Linked DNA regions of Mus musculus: region 2 is linked to region 1. A link is a contact called in public HiChIP or PLAC-seq data. All regions are on one chromosome and are shown on one strand. The core of a region is the stretch at or near the end of the contact, and the rest is flanking DNA. Distances in the headings are between cores, read along the strand shown.

The links. HiChIP or PLAC-seq counts read pairs in DNA pulled down with a chosen protein or histone mark.
Region 2: an H3K4me3 HiChIP or PLAC-seq map of embryonic basal ganglia shows a contact between it and region 1, with 2.8 times the contacts expected there. The contact joins two enhancer-like sites. A contact is called at or near these places in 2 of 39 promoter capture datasets (the HPC-7 cell line and cranial neural crest) and 3 of 115 datasets of contacts at active chromatin or transcription factors (embryonic basal ganglia, embryonic forebrain and forebrain).

Annotation. Positions count from the first base shown.
Region 1 is chr1:176,942,431-176,948,923 of GRCm38.p6, reverse strand. Sdccag8 (serologically defined colon cancer antigen 8) reads right to left here. Exons shown (of 18, transcript NM_029756.3): 14 at 2,689-2,816; 15 at 535-643. Among named protein-coding and RNA genes, the nearest start is that of Gm15423, 4.7 kb to the right of the region's middle. Within about 2 kb of position 2,418, at least 65 of the 459 cell types and tissues checked have an H3K27ac peak or open chromatin away from gene starts, as enhancers often do. A contact at or near this core is called in embryonic basal ganglia and embryonic forebrain, where this site is marked.
Region 2 is chr1:177,408,001-177,413,720 of GRCm38.p6, reverse strand. No RefSeq gene overlaps it. Among named protein-coding and RNA genes, the nearest start is that of Zbtb18, 31 kb to the left of the region's middle. Within about 2 kb of position 1,815, at least 28 of the 459 cell types and tissues checked have an H3K27ac peak or open chromatin away from gene starts, as enhancers often do. A contact at or near this core is called in embryonic basal ganglia and embryonic forebrain, where this site is marked.

The DNA of each region.
Region 1 (6,493 bases), core at 1,169-3,668:
AAGAATGTATTATACCAAGCGTGTTTTCTTCCTCAGTGTCCCAAATGACTGGCCTTAAAGACAGCTTTTGTGTGTTCCTGAAAAACTTGGAAATAGACTAAAATGCCATCGCCTATATCAACAGAAGATTGTAGAACTGCTTGACTTATTTGTATCCTTTATTATGCTAATGGTTATCTTGGCCTTTGTTCCTGATTTTCATGGTTTTAAGTTATAAACACTATAAAAATCCAAGTACGTATACATAACCATGAAAAAAAATATCTAAGTTGGGTTGCGGGAGTAGCTTGGGAACAGTGTGCTTGCTTACCATACAAGGCCCCGGAGTCCCTCCTTGGGACAGAAAGGTTGTCTAGATGGACAATCACAAAAATATGCACACAGAGATACCTGGTTTCTCAGAAAACTTATATCAATGCATGGCACATTTTAGTAATAAATTACGGTAGAGTAAAAATGCAATTTTAAAGCCAAATTTTAGCTATCAAATAAAAATATTCTAAAGACAATGTACAATGTTACCCAATCACCTACCTGCTCTTTAGTGAGACCTTTTCCAGTTTCTTGGCTAACAAGCAGCATTCTTCTTTTAATTTTGTCAGAAATGTGTTCTGGGATGTCAGCAGTAAATACTGTTCACTTTCTAGAAATAACAATAACCCACCAATATGAGACATAAGTGGCTTTGCTCTGTAACTCTTGCCATGCACGGTGCTAACGTGCTTCAGATCACTCTGCCCTTCCTACATCCACCAGATCACTGTCAGTGTCCTAAGTGAAGGACTTGTCATCTGGCGGGACACTGAGTCTTGTGAGACATTTATTTTCATAATAAACTTGTATACCAGGAACAATTTTGATCATATCAGCTTGTGTAACATTTTAGCATGCTCATAAACTGTCAAATATCTCAAATGAAGTCATAAATGCTTATATCTTTGAAGTATGCAAGATATTATATTTTTATTTTGACAATTTTACTATAAACAGTGTCAAAAATTATCACAACCAGATAATTCGAAATTAAAGCCGAGGAATTCTCTGCTACACTGTACTTGGTGCTTGATGGTTCTTATCTGCCCATGTTTTACCCCCTTAGAGCTTGTATACACTCCAGTCATTAGGTGGAATACACAACTGTCCTTAGAAATCTTACCATACTTTCATAGTGTGTGTTTCAATAACAGTCTGGCCAGAGACTAAAGAGGGTGTGATTTGTGTGTGCATTTGCAAAATAAATGATCTTAAAGACGATTTTAACGGTCAAAACCTTTCCCAACTCTCAGGTCCTGCCCAAACTCTTGGTCCAGGATTCTACCAGCAATAGCCAAGGACAGTTTCCCCGATGAATTCCTCTTTGTGTTAGTTTAAAAAAAAAAAAATCAACAAAATCTTTTGGATTTTTTTTATTTCTTCTGGCTAAATGCTAAGGAGAAACTCTATACATGAGGCATCAGGATAGCTGACTTTATAAGTAAATAAATCCATTAAAGAACTTCAGGTTACCAATAGATGAAATCATTTTTTAACCATATCTTTAAATATAATATGCATTAAATCCTGTGAAATTCATTTGTAAATAATTTTCCCTTTTCAATTTTTACTAATGTTCGGGGGGGTGAAGCATACAGCAAACAAAGCAAAATAAATCAGGGCTCTAAAATTAAGCAACATTTTTTGTGGAAGAGACAGGATCAATTAAACTTTTGTTTTAATGGTACAATCAGCGTGGAGTATGTGGTGTAGAATTATAATGGCTGACACTGTCTTGTTTTGACTAACACTGTCTGTGAACACACAACTCAAAAGCGAAAGGAACTACATAACGCCCTGACTGCACACATCAAACTGCCTATTTTCAAAGTGCATTTTACTTTCAAATTAAAGGTAAAGAGTTACTGGCCAACTCAGTCTGCAGAATAGTGCCAACGTGATGAAAGATGGCGATTTTGGGCCAAGCTGCCAGCTGTGGTCAATGCCTTGTATTAGTGAATTTTAACAGCAGTTCTGAGAAGCTGACGAATGCAGAGGATTAAGCATCACTCTCGACTGCATTGGGGGAGGTGGGGGAAATCATACAAATGCTAAAAATGTTCGAAGCTGCAAAGATTAAATAAAGGAACATATCAATTTGGAGCCACTGAATTACATCCAGCTGCGACAGTGAATTAAGAACCGATTAATGGGTAAAGCTTTTCTCCAGTTTGGATGCTGAAGCAAACTCATTAGGCTTTTAGAGTAGCTATAATGTGTGTACTGTGGGAACTGTTCAATGCTATTCAGGAGACTCTAACTGTAAGCTCAGAGCATTTCCCGCAGAGCTTCTGATGCTATTTTCTTTATATAACATGTGTGCCTGAAAACCCAGCCAAAAGCAAGCCCTTTGTTTTTCTACTTTGTTGTGGTCTCTCTCAGCTCTACGTTTCTTGAACACAGGTAAATAAACTCATAATCCAGATGGTGCAACAGATGTGAGAGCAGCACTCTCAAGTCAACAGACAGTGGGCAATACTTCCCATTTTCTCTTTTAAACGCTAACTAATATGTAATTCGGAATCTCCGGTGCAGTTAGCATCTGCTCCCTTCGGCCAGCCAAAGGTTACAGGTGTTCCTGATGTCATTTCACAGTAAGGCGTGGGCCTGGCTTGTGAGCAAGTGCCCAGGCTCTAATCTTTCCCTACCACCCACCAGTTTTGTCGTGCTGGGTCTCCATTTGCTGTATCTTCTGTGTCAGCTCCTGTTCTCTCTGCTGGGCCTGAAGGGCTTGGGCCTTTGCTTCATTGCTAAAGCTTTGCTGAATGCTATCTTTTTCCAGTCTGCAAAACAGAGAGGAGACAGACAGAGACGTTATCTGCAGGTGCACAGACCTCCATCATTCCCCCACAGACCACAGACTGCAGACAGGTAGTACACTAAAGCAGCAGTAGCTAATCTTTCTGTAGTCTCCCCATTTTGCAGGAGAGAGAAAATCCAAAGGACTCTCTCTGTACTGTGTAGCACATACATACAAGTCCAGACAGACTCAAGGGTGACGTTTTAAAAATTCAAACAAAATCATAACAATGAAACAGTTGTATTTTATCACCTGATAATTTTTATTTGCATGTGTGTGTGTGTGCGTGTGCGTGTGTATGTGTGTGTGTGTGTGTGCGTGTGTGTGTGTGTGTGTGTGTGTGTGTGTGCGTGTGTGTGTGTGTGTGTGCGTGTGTGTGTGTGCGTGTGTGTGTGCGTGTGTGTGCGTGTGTGTGTGTGTGCGTGTGCGTGTATGTGTGTGTGTGTATGTGTGTGTATGTGTGTGTGTGTGTGTGCGTGTGTGTGTGTGCGTGTGCGTGTGTGCGCGTGTGCGTGCGTGTGTGTGTGCGTGTGTGTGTATGTGTATGTGTGTGCGTGTGCGTGTGTGCGTGTGCGTGCGTGTGTGTGTGTGTGTGCGTGTGTGTGTGTGTGCGCGCTCACACATGCCAGTGTGCAGGTGAAAAGATCACAGATGCACTTCGCAGGAACTAGTCTTCTTCCTTTAGCCCAGTGGGGCTGGGGACAGGACTGGAGCCTTTAGACTTTCACCTTACAAACACCTTTTCCTGAGGAGCCCTTGCCAGCCCTGACTGCATCTTCACAGCATGCATGCTTTCTGTTCTTTCTGTCTTGTAATATCACCAATCTTTCACCGTCCGGATGGTCGCTATTTTCTAAGACTGTGAAATTTTAGGAAGAACATGACTTAATTCTTAGTCTTGGGAAATTTTGCTTTGAAACTAAGCCTCGTAGACTACTTCTGGTTTTCTTCCAAGATGTAAGATATAACTTCAAATATACCGGCAGAGGCTGTTGAGAGGCCAGCACCACATGCCTGCTTTCATTAAGTGCTTTCATACACCAGGCTGCACACCGTGAATGGACAGCAATGTGAACAGGAGCTACTTCCCTCATCTATTCATAATGAAATTTCCTTTTGGGTCATGCTGACAGAATTGCAGCATGAGGACAACATCCTATTGGTGGCTCTCTTTATGAGAGAACTTCTTTTTGTTGTTTCATTTTATTGAGACTGATCCCTTGTAGGGAGGGAGGGTGGCCTCAAACTTGCTACGTAGCTGAGGAGTACCTTGGATTTATGATCCTCCTGACTCTACCCCACCCCCACCCCCAAGTGCTGGGTTAGACACATGCACTATCATGTCCAGTGTTGAGAAGTGCCGGGCACTCACCCCAGGGCTTTGTGCAGGTTAGGTACTTTACCTACACAGCTACATCCCCACCCAGAGAGGAACTTCCTAACAAGCTGAGGCTGAGGGGGAGCACGGCCCGTGTCACCCTGACACTGTGCTCACATTGCACGCCACATCTGAACCCTTGCTGGGTGGGTTCTTCAAGCTCTATGAGAAGCAACATGAGGGTTTCCTTCAATTAAGGGACTCAGTTATTTCCAACTCTGATCTCCTTGTGGGCATTTCTCATCCATGCTGCTTTAGTTTACTAATTGAGATATTTACTGCCTAGCCTTTGCCAAACTAAAAATAAACAGTTTCATAAAGCTATCACTACCAGTCTATGTACCGCTGTGGAACTTCAATTCACTGGCTTCTAATTATATGGCAACATAAGGAAAGCCTGTACTGAGATTGGTCAATGCGTGTGGTAGTGTTGTAGTGGAAAGCTCCAGAATGAAAACACACCCACACCTCACTCAAATGGAACCATCAGGGGTCCATGCTAAATGTGAAATAAGGTCCCTTCTGGTACTTCTAACAACAACACCCCCTGGATGTGCTCCAAGGTCTTGTCTCACACTCAGTTCCAAACTAGTATATCGCAACAAATGGATAGTCAGACGAGGCTACTTTTGCCTCCCCCTTCACACCACGTATTTTCTGGCTAAGGATCACTGCACATGTTTCTTCCTCTTCTTGGAATGCCCCAGCCCACCCAGCCAACCCCCTATATGATACACACTAGCCCTCTTGGGCAAACCTTAAAATTCTACCCTTTTTTCTCCTGTTTCTTCTAAATCAACTATTCTGCCCTGGATGACCTTGGTATGTTCTGTGTCTGCCATATAGTGATGTCATACATTTGTTATCAGTTTAAATGTCTGTTTCCTTTATAACTTTAAATTTTCTCTACCCTAAACCCAGAGCAGGACTCAGAACATAAAAAATAGGCAGGGCATGCTAAAATGACTGGATGTTTTTAAGCCCTAAGTTGCAGGACCAGGATGAGGGAGAACTGGAGGGAAAAGGAGGCAAACGAAGGGAGGGATAAGCCTTTTGGTGAAGCGGGGGGGGGGGGTGGGGGGGGGTGGGGGGTGGGGAGGATCTGTTCAAGTCTCTATAAGCAGGCCAAGCTTTTTAAGGTCTTAGAATAGAGAGCTCACACTAGTTCAGTTCTTAGTAGTACTGCATGCCATCGGTCCTACAGCTAAAAGGCCTGACTTGAGAGCATTCTGTACTCTTCTAGTGAGTGGCCATATCCGAGTCTGAGCACAAGATAGGGGCTAGAGATGTGTAAATGAGATGACTCCAAGATTCTCTGATGACTTTGCATCAGAGAAGGGAAAGCGGCATTACCAATAGTGTGGGAACAGTCAGACAGACATTGCACGAGGCCAAGGACAGACATAAATCCAACACAAGTCCCAGCAGTTAGAAGCTACTCGGTAAGTGACATTCTGAGCTGATTAAAGAAAGAACCACAGGCTAACTGAGCTATCTTCACTAAAGGCTGTTCTTCTGCCCTCTCCCAACTGCCACTCTACTTGAGAGGGTATATATGATGTTTTCCATGGGAGAAGGCATGGTGCATTGCTGTTTTCTGACTTCCAGCCCTCTGCTGTTCTCCTTTCCCCTTATAAGATCTTTCTGATTAGGCCAACTTCTCAAGAAATCTTAGACCATCAGAACTGAAAGGAAATCTCATTTTCTTTCATGTAACCATCTCAGTTTAGACCTGAACAAATAGTAAAACATAATCAACTTTGAAAACCCTGAAGGCCATAAACAATTTGAAATCCATTCATAAGTTACACAGTGAATGATTTCAATGCAGAAGTAAGAATGAAACTATCTTTGCTCAAGGAAAACTATTTTATAACACTCTAGAAATAATGTAGCAATGAACCTAAAGAATTAACTAAAAACTACTCAGGTGTTCAAATGACCCACTAAGTGTTTTTCATTCTATACGTGAAAGACGTTATATATACTGAGCGTCATGTCTACTGAAGATAAGGCTTAGTGGGCCTTGACTCTAGAAGGGATTTCAGACTAGAAAAAGACAAACAAAAAATAACCTCTATGTTATAATAGTCTATGAGAAAGGTAGAGTTGGAAGGCTAAGGTGTAGAAAGCTCGGAGACTAACCCACAGTGGCTTGATTACCTCATGAAGACATCCGCTCCCCCTTGTAAGCTTTCTCTCATTGGGTTTCTCACAGTTACTGATGGTCACATTATAAAAGCTTGTATTTTTCTCTATGTGGTTCTGCAAACCAAAACTCA
Region 2 (5,720 bases), core at 566-3,065, 470 kb before region 1:
TCTTGGGGCTGGAGAGACGGCTCAGCAGTTAAGAGCACTGATTGCTCTTCTAGAGGTCCTGAGTTTAAATCCCAGCAACCACACGGTGCCTCACAACCATCTGTAATGGGATCCGATGCCCTCTTCTGGTGTGTCTGAAGAGAGTAACAGTGTACTCATATACATAAAGTAAATAAATATATTTTTTAAAAAGGACATAATTCTGATTTGTGCCTACCATTTGAGTTTTCTGTCTAGGAGAGCATCCTGCTTTATCAATACCTCACCAGGTCATAATACCACGGAGAATTAAGCAAGAACTGAACTGGAAGGTTCATCCCAACTGGCTAGTTTTTTTGTTTGTTTGTTTCTTTCTTTCTTTCTTTTTGGAACATGACATACATACTCTCTACTGGAGGAGAACAGTGATAATTAAACCTTGAGCTACAATAATGACTATCCCAGCAAGATATGCCCACAAGTGTTCTAGTTGCACAAATGTTATGGGAATCACCAACTACTTTCTGATTAACTCACAAGGTCCACACTGCAGGAGAAATGCACACCCAGTGTGAATCTGGTAAAAAAAAAAAAAAAAAATCCATGGTTGAAAAATCTCCTACGTCCCAAGGAGAAATCTTTTACTATTAGTTTGCTAAATGGATGTGGTATGCAACTGCTCTCAAAATTCGTGTCTCTGATCTCACCAGAGAAGTTTCTTTGTGCAATGGACACCAGTTAATGTAGAAACTCACAATTGACCAACGTGCAAAGAGTAAGCTTCTGTGGTTTGCTCAACCAGCCACAAATGGAGCATCTAGATTATATAAGTTGCAGGGACCAACACAGAAGAGGGCGTAGATGTGTAAAAGCTAGAGCTCAGGAAGGACTGGTATGAAACAGATTCTGGACACAACAGGACCACATATGCGCTCACAGCAGTTGCCTGCACAGTCCTGTACAAGATCAAGCCAGTCAACCTTCCAGCACGGAGTGGGGAGGGTTTCATGAGCCCTCCCCCTTAGCTGAAGAGCTATTGATAGCTGATAGATTTTTGGTTAGGTGTGGTGGCATACACCCATAACCTCAATACTCCTGAGGCAGAGACAGCATGTTGAAAGTCTACTTGGTGTATAAGTAAGACTATACACACACACACACACACACACACACACACACACACAGAGAGAGAGAGAGAGAGAGAGAGAGAGAGAGAGAGAGAGAGAGAGAGAACAATAATCAACAAACACTGCTTTCCTCCACGGGGGCAATGTAATACACTTTACCTTTAAACTGTGAAACCCCAGTGCTAAATTATTTTCTCCTTCAAGGAAGATGTAATCTCAGATTTAACCAGCACAGCGTTTGCAGGCTTACAATTAAGTCTGTAGAAGCGATTATTATCACCCTTATGGTTACAATCTCCCCCACCAAGCAAAAACCGGAGAAGGGAACACAAAGCCCCACCCAAGGAAGAAGGGAAGCAGGCAGCTAGAGTGAGCCAGGCTGGATTCTAACTTCAGAGAGCCCCATGTGTGCTTGCTATGCTCCCGCGTCTCTCTCACACAGGGACGTTTCCACGTGTCTCGGAGTTGGGCTTTTGCATTTGATTATGCTCAGAGTTCAGTTCTGCCTCATGATCTCTGTTGGCGTTCACACTGAACTTGGCTTTTTCTGGCTGGCTCCATCAAACAATAGAAGTAACCATTTGAAAAGTCCAGCCATGGGAGTGGGGTTTAGAACCACAGCAGCCAAGCTGATGCCCAGGCTGATGCCCAGGCTTGGCTTTCTTTCCGGGGAGGGGGATGCTGCTGGTTGGAGCAGAAGCAGTTCTGGGTGTGAGCAGAATGGAGAGTCTGGTACGGAATGTCTACTGGTGACTTCTGGGCTGGAGTGAGCCTTGAATTAAGTTGGTAATTCAAAGTTGCCATAGAAACCCTGTAGGAATGTCCTAACTTTTTACAGAGTGGATTTCATGCTTAAATGTTAGTCTTTTACATTTAATGGTATACGGAATAGAAGATAAAAATTAGAGAAAGGAAACACACCCCGTCTGAATCTCCTAAGATACTGAGGTCTTCTGACATTGTCACTGTCCAGCTGATGCAGGAAGAGGTGGGTTGCTACCCCTGGGAGCTGTCCAGGAGACTCCGCATGCCTTTGCGTGAATGCTGCATTCTGAAAGGCCCCGCTGTAATTCAGCAAGCCCAGCTTGCACTTGAAGCCAAATGAAATGCAAAGATCTTTTCAGCAGCAAACCTCAACCTCACGGAGGAAAATGCCAGTTAGCTAGCAATTGTGAGAAGTTCCAGCTACTATAATCACCCCTCCCCCACCTCCCATTGGATTTTACCACTCGACACCCGTGAGAAAAACATCGGGAGGCCCTTTTAAAAAATGGTTACATTATCAATTAATCTATAGTATGTTTCAAATAAATATTTCCAGTAAATGGAACAAAACCCAACATTTATATGACTTGCACCTAAATTATCATCATCTCGAAGCAGATGCAGAATGCAAGACAAGGCGGACAATCCACACTGTAATTTGCCCAGTAACATTGTCTTAGATCTAATTAGTGCTTATGCAGATCCTTTACAAAAATGTGAAAACGGCACCAGGATGTAATTGTTTAATGAATTTAGTGCAAAGCACATCTGCATAAATTCCATTTTAGCTGAAAAAACTAAGTTCAACCGCTATTTGCTCCAGAGCCAAAACATTGAGAATTGTGCTCACTGTACTGCTCTGCTGGCTTGGAGATTTCAAATAAATACTACAGAGTTAAAGCCTCCAGCTGCAGACCAGCCCATCTGTAGATGCTCATTATATTTGGCAGTATTCTAGAATGATTGTGCCTTACTGCTCGGACGGGGGCGGGGGGGGGGGGAGAGGAACCAAAAGTTTGTCAAGAAAAAAAATGGGGATATTTGCAATATTTATTACCCAGAAAAAGTTTTGAATCTGACCTTTATCCACTTAGTAAATTTTAAACACCTATTTGTATGGAGCCTTGTATGCAAATTGGAATGATGTTCTTCTCCAACAGTTAGCTGTGGCAGAAAATCATAGAATGTTGAATTTGGACATAAGTTTACTGAAATTGGAATTTGAACCTACCCTTTGCTTTTCTGAGATTTTACTTGACCCATGATCAGGGTTTAATACAAAATTCAGAACAGAGAGAGAGAGAGAAAGAGGACAGGAGGAATCAGGTAAGCTCATTATGTTGTGGTTAGTTGGGGCTGCTCTGAGTTGGTTCTGTTTCTTTCTTCTTTTTGTTGTTGTTGTATTTATTTTTTCATCAGAAATGAACTGTTAAATCAAAACTGCCTTTTCTCTTTGCTAGATCTGATTCAGATGGAGTGGGTGGGGGGCAGGGCTTGTGTATGTGTGCTAGGGAGATGTTGGGGCCTGAGTCAGCAGAATTCTATAAAATGGTAAACTGAATTTGTCCTTATTCACGGCAGTGATCCAGTTTAGGTATAATCAGCCTGAAAGCAGCATGCCCTGGTGTCCTCGCTGAACCAAACAGTATTGTTCTGTCTTTATTTGGTTTCTATGGTAGATCAAGTTTCAGGCAAAGGTTCCTGGGAGACACTCCGAGGAAGAGATGTCTGCAGCACACTCACAGTGAAGTACCTTGGAGGGGTGGGGCCTAGGGCTGTGTAGAAGAAGATGCCTCTCAGAGCAGCAACAGATGCCTCTGACCATGGGTACCTAAGGGCTGGGGGTGTTACTTGATGCTAGGACTGTGTACTGGCTGGTTTTGTGTCCACTTGACACAGGCTGGAGTTATCACAGAGAAAGGAGTTTCAGGTGAGGAAACGCCTCCATGAGACCCAGCTGTAAGGCATTATCTCAATTAGTGATCAAGAGGGAAGGGCCCCTTGTGGGTAGTGCCATACCTGGGCTGGTAGTCTTGGGTTCTATAAGAGAGCAAGCTGAGCAATCCAGCAGAAGCAAGTCAGTAGGTAACATCCCTCCATGGCCTCTGTATCAGCTCCTGCTTCCTGACCTGTTTGAGTTCCAGTCCTGACTTCCTTTGGTGATGAACAGCAGTGTGGAAATGTAAGCTGAATAAACCCTTTCCTCCCCAGCTTGTTTCTTGGTCATGATGTTTGTGAAGGAATAGAAACCCTGACTAAGACAGACTGAACTGAGACAAAAGGGCTGGACCCTATCGCCCCAACTCCTCCTCTCCCCCATCAATCAGGCGTTGGGTGTGCTAGAGAGAGTGTAGGTGCATCTGGGCTCTGTTGAGGGTGGGGTACAGTTCCCTGTGGGGCCGAGGGACACCTGTGAGCTGACTACAACCTATATCCTAGAGGTTGGGTCCAGAGCAAGGACCTTGGCAGTGAATTACCACTCCTATTGCAGTCGCAAAATCCAACCCACTTACTCTGCCTAATAATATTGCCCCAGTTGGGAACAGTGCCTGCAAGAGTCTTGCCATCTCTTTTTCTGGAGAACCTGGAGAGGAAGGTCAGAGGGATGTGTTGAGACCACAGCTACACATCCCTCCATCTCACCCCATCCATCCCACATGACCCTCTCCCTCAGCTGGCACCTGCTCTGCTGGCATAGCTTATGTGCTCTGGTAAACAAACATTGTTCCTCAACCTCTGTAATCCTGTGCTGTGTAAGCTGCGCTTGTTTGCCAGGGGAACATCATCAGAACCTACATGGGTCACCAGGACAGTAAGCACATAATCATTTGCCCCATTACATACCAATAGCTCTACCTCCTGATGATCAGAATACATTTCTCCTGTCAAGATGACGTCTCTTGCCCTTCCTCTATTAGAAGTGAAAACACTTAAGTCTGGAGGTACAAGGTAACCCTTGCTCTGCCCCCTGGTGGAAACATTCTCCTTAGAGCCAAACTTCTAATCTTGCCAAAACTGTTAGTAAGTGGATGGGAAGTGCAAATTGCCCAGGTAGGGCCTCAGGAATAGGGGTGGGACCGTGCCTCCCTCCTATGTTTTGGTTATCATGCCCTTGTATTCCACATGTTAAGGACACAGTGTCATGAAATGGTCATTGACTTAAGGTCCTAGAGATAGGTGTCCCACACTGGCAGCCTATCATCTTCAAGAGGTGTCAAAAACTCCTCCTTGACAAGTTGGTCTCATCTCCCCATCTGATGCTGTAGTCTAGGAAAGATCTGATACTTTCTAATCGTGGTCAAATGCTTTCCCTCATGTCTCTATTGTTGTGAAGTAGGTTGTCTAGTGCAATACAGTGTTCTACAAAGTCTCATGTCAATGACACAAATACCCAGTGGGCCTCCAAACATTGTAGCTGAGGGTCTACATGCTGGAAAACAAAACCTCTATCTGGAATATGCATCAATTCTAATGAATGTAAATCCTTTCTCGTTCCAAGCTAGAACTGTGCAATGTGACCAACTCCTGTCAAATGGCTACTTGTTTTCTCTGAAGGATGGTGCTCCATCCAGGAATTAGTGTTTGCCTCTGGCTTGCAGGTCAAGACACTTATCAGTGGAAATGACCGAGTCAGTCTTGATGAGCACCTGAGTCCACAAGTTCGAGCACCTACAGAGTCTCCGGACTTATGGAAGTAACCACCATGTTTGAGTGCCACCAATTGTTCCAGTACTTAGGTGATCAATGACAAAAGTTGGCTGATACAGCCTGCTGAGTCATCTTAGACAAGATGACTAAGTTTTTGCTAAGTTTTCTGTTCTGCACTAGATGTTCTAATATCCTAGAAAA